2 separate regions of the Sus scrofa genome follow, and region 1 is linked to region 2. Evidence: chromatin contacts called from public HiChIP or PLAC-seq data. All regions are on one chromosome and are shown on one strand. The core of a region is the stretch at or near the end of the contact, and the rest is flanking DNA. Distances in the headings are between cores, read along the strand shown. Region 1 overlaps CHD9 (chromodomain-helicase-DNA-binding protein 9). Region 2 overlaps CHD9 (chromodomain-helicase-DNA-binding protein 9).

The links. HiChIP or PLAC-seq counts read pairs in DNA pulled down with a chosen protein or histone mark.
Region 1: an H3K27ac HiChIP or PLAC-seq map of alveolar macrophages shows a contact between it and region 2. The contact joins two enhancer-like sites. A contact is called at or near these places in 2 of 47 Hi-C or Micro-C datasets (embryonic fibroblasts and psoas muscle) and 2 of 2 datasets of contacts at active chromatin or transcription factors (alveolar macrophages and skeletal muscle).

What each region holds. Positions count from the first base shown.
Region 1 is chr6:32,051,482-32,054,367 of Sscrofa11.1, reverse strand. The region is part of intron 1 of CHD9 (chromodomain-helicase-DNA-binding protein 9); the gene reads left to right. Among named protein-coding and RNA genes, the nearest start is that of CHD9, 19 kb to the left of the region's middle. Within about 2 kb of position 1,262, at least 33 of the 83 cell types and tissues checked have an H3K27ac peak or open chromatin away from gene starts, as enhancers often do. A contact at or near this core is called in alveolar macrophages and skeletal muscle, where this site is marked.
Region 2 is chr6:31,932,446-31,935,230 of Sscrofa11.1, reverse strand. It overlaps CHD9 (chromodomain-helicase-DNA-binding protein 9), which reads left to right. Exons shown (of 40, transcript XM_021094174.1): 3 at 2,636-2,785. Among named protein-coding and RNA genes, the nearest start is that of RBL2, 130 kb to the right of the region's middle. Within about 2 kb of position 1,525, at least 66 of the 83 cell types and tissues checked have an H3K27ac peak or open chromatin away from gene starts, as enhancers often do. A contact at or near this core is called in alveolar macrophages and skeletal muscle, where this site is marked.

The sequences.
Region 1 (2,886 bases), core at 13-2,512, 120 kb before region 2:
CCCTGGCCCAGACATTCAGTCATCAGCTTTCATCCTTTGTGACTTGCTTTGCCCCAGGAAATAACATTGCCCAGGCTCTGGGGAGATACACCAGCCTCTCCCAGGCATCTTTGAGAGATGTCTGTCTGGTTGCGTCTTGCCAGTCATCTCCGACCTGGGCTGAGTTTGGCTCACAGCAGAATTGTGCAGGGAAGGAGGGTGGGGCTGGTGTCTCCTTTTCCCCTGCTCACTCCCTGCTTTCTCTGCCCTCCTCCACCTTCCCCCATTTTGCTTTGAAAGAACTTTTATCCCACCCCTGCTTCCATGAGACAGTGTTTAGAGGGAAGGCTTGCAATAGGTGAGGGTTTAAAAGCAGTCACTTTGGGAAGTTCCCGTTGTGGCTCAGCAGTAATGAATCCGACTAGGATCCATGAGGTTGGGAGTTTGATCCCTGGCCTGGCCTCGCTCAGGGGGTTAAGGACCTGGGGTTGCCCTGAGCTGCAGTGTAGGTCACAATTGAGGCTCAGATCCCGCGCTGCTGTGGCTGTGGTGTAGGCCGGCAGCTGTAGGACCCCTAGCCTGGGAACGTCCGTGTGTCGCAGGTGCGACCCTAAAAAGAAAAAAAAAAAAAAGGCGACACTCTGCCTAGCTTGCCAGGTGAATGTGTGTGTGTGTGTGTGTGTGTGTGTGTGTGTGTGTGTGTGTGTGAGAGAGAGAGAGAGAGAGAGAGAGGACAAAAGTATGAAGATTCTCTGCCTCTGTTGTAAATTGGAGTTTAAAAGTCCATTTGGGGAGTTCCATGGTGGCTCATTGGGTTAAGGATCCGGTATTGTCACTGTTCTGGCTCAGGTTACTGCTGTGGCTTTACCCTTAGTGTTTGTGTCCTTCTTCACAAGAGGGGAGTATATTCAAGTGTCCCCTGAACACTTAGTTCTCTGCCCTATATTCCGAGCACCCTAAGGACTGGAGAGCATTTTTGGTGCCTTTAACTCAGCAGTTTAAATCTGAGAACAAAGATTTCTAAGGGTGGCTTATGGCTAGGGCCACACTGGTCCCCTGCTTGGCTTCAGAACTCCCCTGAACCCTTCCCTGGGATGGAACTCGCCTTTGCTCAAACAGCACATGTTCATATCAAGCTAGGGGAATCCGATCTCACATCTCTGCCTCCAACCCTCACCTCCCCTTTTCCTTGTCTAGTTGCGACTCCTCCTTCAGATCTCAGCCTAGACCTCACTTCTTCTAGAAAACGTACCCTGCTCCTCCCCTCTGCCTCTCAGGTCACGCTTCCTCCTGCCTGCCCTCTCCATGTCCACTTCCCCTATCTGAGGGCCCGCCCCACTAAATGACAGCTTTCCATTCCCTTGTCTGCCTCCCTCTTAAACTGGGGGCCCCCTGAGGACCAGGGATGTGTCTTTCTTGTTCATCAGTGTAATCGCAGTGCATATGACAGCAACAGACACTGAGAAGGTGCTCAATAAATGTATATTCTCAGTATGACTAGCAACAGTGTACTGGCGAGATGAGAAAGAGCGCGAGCCAGGAGTCATGATGGTTGGAGCCGGGAGTCCTGACGGTTCTCTTCGGAGGGTATTGTATTTACTGAAGTATGGGAACAACACTTCTAACAAAATGGCTTGCATACAAACTGAGCATGCAGATACACACACACACACACACACACACACACACACACACACACACACACACTCAGTGGTTCATGCACACACCCTGCTGCAGGCAATTGCTTGTGCACTGTACTTTCCCTTGCTCTGAAACCTCTCCTCTTCTCATCTCCTCCCACTCATCTTTCTCATTCCCTGTGTGTAGGGAATTGCAAGAGTAAAAGAATCTAACTAGCAGAGTTAAAGGCAATGCCAGGGAGAGAAGTCCATGCTCACCTCTTTGCCTGAAACCTTTTCAGGTCTCTCTCTGCCTTCCAGGGAAGGCATCATCCCATTGCGAGGAGATGCTGCTTACCTTACAAATCAGGAAGAAACCTGAACTTAAAAAACAAAACAAAACAAAACAAAGCTTCGTGCATGGTTCTGCCAACTATTCAGAGTCCTCCCAAGTGTGTCTTTGGGCAAATAGCTCCCAACTCTGTGCTTCTTCTCTCTCACAGAGATGAGAAGCAGAAGCTGTCCTCGAAATGCAATGGGATTTTGGGGGGGGGGCGGGGGCGTGGAGGAGAGCTCCTTTAATACACGCAGTCACTGGTCATGGTTTTGTTGAGCCGGAGAGAAAGGAAGGTGTCACCTGTATCTTCCGTGGGCAGATGAATTCTAAGTTGTCCTGAAGATTGACTTGAATGTGGTCAGAGACTGAAGTATCTGCTTGCCTCGTTGCCTCCAGTTCTGAGCTACCATGGAGAGGAGCAGAACTTCTGAAGGGGGTAGGAGGGTTGTTGGTAAGAACTCCACTGGCAGCAGATTCAGTGTGATAAAATGACAGAAGCCTCCAAGTGTTTTTCTTTTGTTGTTGTTGTTTTTTAACCCGAAGCACATGGAGGTTCCCAGGCTAGGGGTCTAATTGGAGCTGTAGCCGCTGGCCTACACCACAGCCACAGCAACATCAGTTCCAAGCCGCATCTGCAACCTACACCACAGCTCACAACATCCTTAACCCACTGAGTGAGGCCAGGGGTTGAACCTGCATCCTCAAGGATGCTAGTCAGATTCACTTCCATTGAGCCATAATGGGAACTCCTCCAGGTGTTTTATGAGCCCAGGAACAGCAGTCAGCGCTCCTTCTTCCTGTGCCCAGTGAAGCCATTTGCCCCATGGCTTCACCTGCTCTCCTCTTGCCTTCTTCTCCCAGAGCTGCCTACCACGCTCCAGGTGTAGAGGACCTGGTTCCTAGGTCAGGGCTGCAAACTGGGGCTGCTCAGGGGAAGCACCAGACAGATCT
Region 2 (2,785 bases), core at 276-2,775:
TAATAAGCACTTGGTAAGTGCTAGCCCTTATTAGTGGTTATTGTGACTTTTACATAGATGAGCTCTCAGGTCAGTAAGAAACTTTGCTTGCATTAGTGGTCCTACACCTTTAATTTCCTCTCCTGCTATGTAGATTGGTCTTTCTAAGACTGTTCATATAATGCTGCTCCATTTTGAGGTCTCTGATGCCTAAAAGAAAACAGAACTGAAAAAGTTTAACAGAGATATCAGATGACTTGCCAAGACCAATTGAAAAAAATGATATTAATGAAAGCAATAAACTTGAATTTTGAAGCAGTGAAAATTTTTAGGTATTTAAGGTCATCTCATGCTTAAACAGTCTCAGTATTTTGTATATGAAAAGTGATATTAATGATCAAATTCAAGAGGACTTGCTACTTATTTATTTTTAACAAGGGACTAAAACTAAAACTTTATCTGAAAAACTTAATTCAATTGAATTAGAATGTGAAGAGTAAACATCAGGAATTTTTTAAATGAATTTTCTTAGGAAAACAAGTGTATTTATCCAGATTTAAATAAAGAAAAAAAATTAAGTATAGTTTGTTACTCTTCATAGACAGGTCTCATGTGTTCATGTCAAAGTCCTAAGCTGCTTTTTAGAATTTAAACGAAAATACCTTCATTTCTTTTTTAAAAAAATAACGTTGTTAGCTTTTTGTTGCAATAATGAGACCTTATCTAATTTCTTAAAGAGAAGTCACTTGTTATGTGTTCATTTGCATGACCTCCTCTTTAACCCTTTGTTGGTCTTGAGCTGTATTTCTACTTTAAGTATGTTAGAGTGGCATGGAGGAAAGTGTTTTTCTCTGGTAAAAATTGCATTTGATTTTGTCTTTTTAATAGCTACATAAAGCTGTTTCACTGCAGTTTTCATTTTCGGATGATTTTTTGTTTAAATCAGGTTTTTACGTATATTTTTTAAACTTTACTACAGGAAATGGTAGAGTGAGAGTTAATTTGTTACACGGAGGGAAGAACAGTCCATTGGGGGTTAAATTGCAGAGTCTAATGGAATAATAACTGGTAGCACCATCTGCTGGCCTACTTCCGCAGAAGGAGTCAGTATTTTTAACGACATCTCTAATATTCATGCTGATGCATTTTGATGCTTTGTGCATTCATTTCTTTCTGTGCTTTGTTGGAATCTGGCTATCTGCTTACAGCTATTGAGGAAACTCAGCTTTTTAGGAGGGGTTTATGGCCTTTTTCATATCTAAATAGGATGAACAGTGGATATAAACTTGCCAAGGCAGAAATGTGTTGATAAATCACAATGTGTATTTGTGGAGGGTTGTGCATCTCTTGGTTGCAGCTTGCTAAATAGGCCATTTAGGAATCTTCTTTCAATGCTTTTTTCTTGAGCACTGCCTGGGGTGGTGAAAAAGCAGAGGGCAAGCCTTTGTCTGACGCCAAAAATGTCTTCAGTGAAGAGGCCAAGAGGAAGGGTAAGTGAAAGCCTGAATGAGTGGGAGGAGGAGGGGTTCTTTGGGCTAAAAGGCTAATGGGATTGAATAACCTTCCTTATTACTGGCTGCTGCTGCGGGAGTCGTACTGCATCGCCATCTTGAGCTTGTTGCTGTTTTCTCGCGTCTTGGTTATTTGTTATAGCCTGTAGGCCTTAAGGTGGCATTTTAGTGAGCGATTCTAAACCCTCCTTCCTTTCCCAGTGCTGCAGCACTGCTATGAAACCTTTGATGAGGCAGGTATAGAAAAGATATCCAGTGAAGCACACTGGAATCAGCATGAAAATGTGTTTGGAAATTCCTGGTGTTTTTTTCCCTTGCTGTAGTCAGAGGCATGTTTACGGGTAAGAGCATAACAAAACTGTGATCTAAGAATATGTTGATGAATGCGTGTTTTAAGAGGTTATTCTTTTAAAAATGCTGTTGGTATGCTTTCTGTGATATTGCTAAAATATTAATAATTTTAATGTGAAAACTATAAACTTGGTGGGTTTTTTTTCTCAGAATTGCTTGAGCAAAATATTGTAATACAGAAAGAGGAAAAAATTCTCATTTAACTCTTTCACAGAAAAACTAAAACTTTCTCTAATTTTAAGTATGGGAATGTGTTTACTAACTAGCTGTGTTGCCGCATAGATTGCACATTGCAATGATTTGAATGATTTCAGGTTCTAGTTCCAGTTTCTTACAAAGCAGAGAGGCTTTGTTTTTCTAAAAATCATAACAAACTGTAGGGAGTAGTCATTCTGAGTTACAATTACTATTTAAAAATTATTAATAATTTTCAGAGTTCCGGAGTGAAGAGGAAAGAAAAGACTTTTATTTATTCCAAAAGCCCAGAATATTTACATGATTACATTTGAATTAGCTCTATTTATAGGACAAAATTTGAATCAGCTAATTAAGAATGCTATGAAAATATCAGTGAATCCATATTATCTTTCTTTTAACCTTCATTTTTAAAAGCAGTAGTTGAGCTTTTTATTTTATACCTACACTAATTTCTAGATCAGCAAAATGTTTAATTTTAATTCTGTAACACTCATATTTTACTTCTTTAAGCTTAATTCTGATTTTTTCGTTATTTCTGTTAATTGTGTTTAAATGTACCTTGGTATATTATGTAAAAATTGTTTTGATTTCTCTAGCCTCCATCTTCCAAGAAGAGTGATGGTTCTGGGACATATACTAAGTTGCAGAATTCCCAGGTGAGGATCATGTCCGAGAAGAAGCAGAGAAAAAAGGTGGAATCAGAAAGCAAGCAAGAAAAGGCTAATCGTATAATATCAGAAGCCATA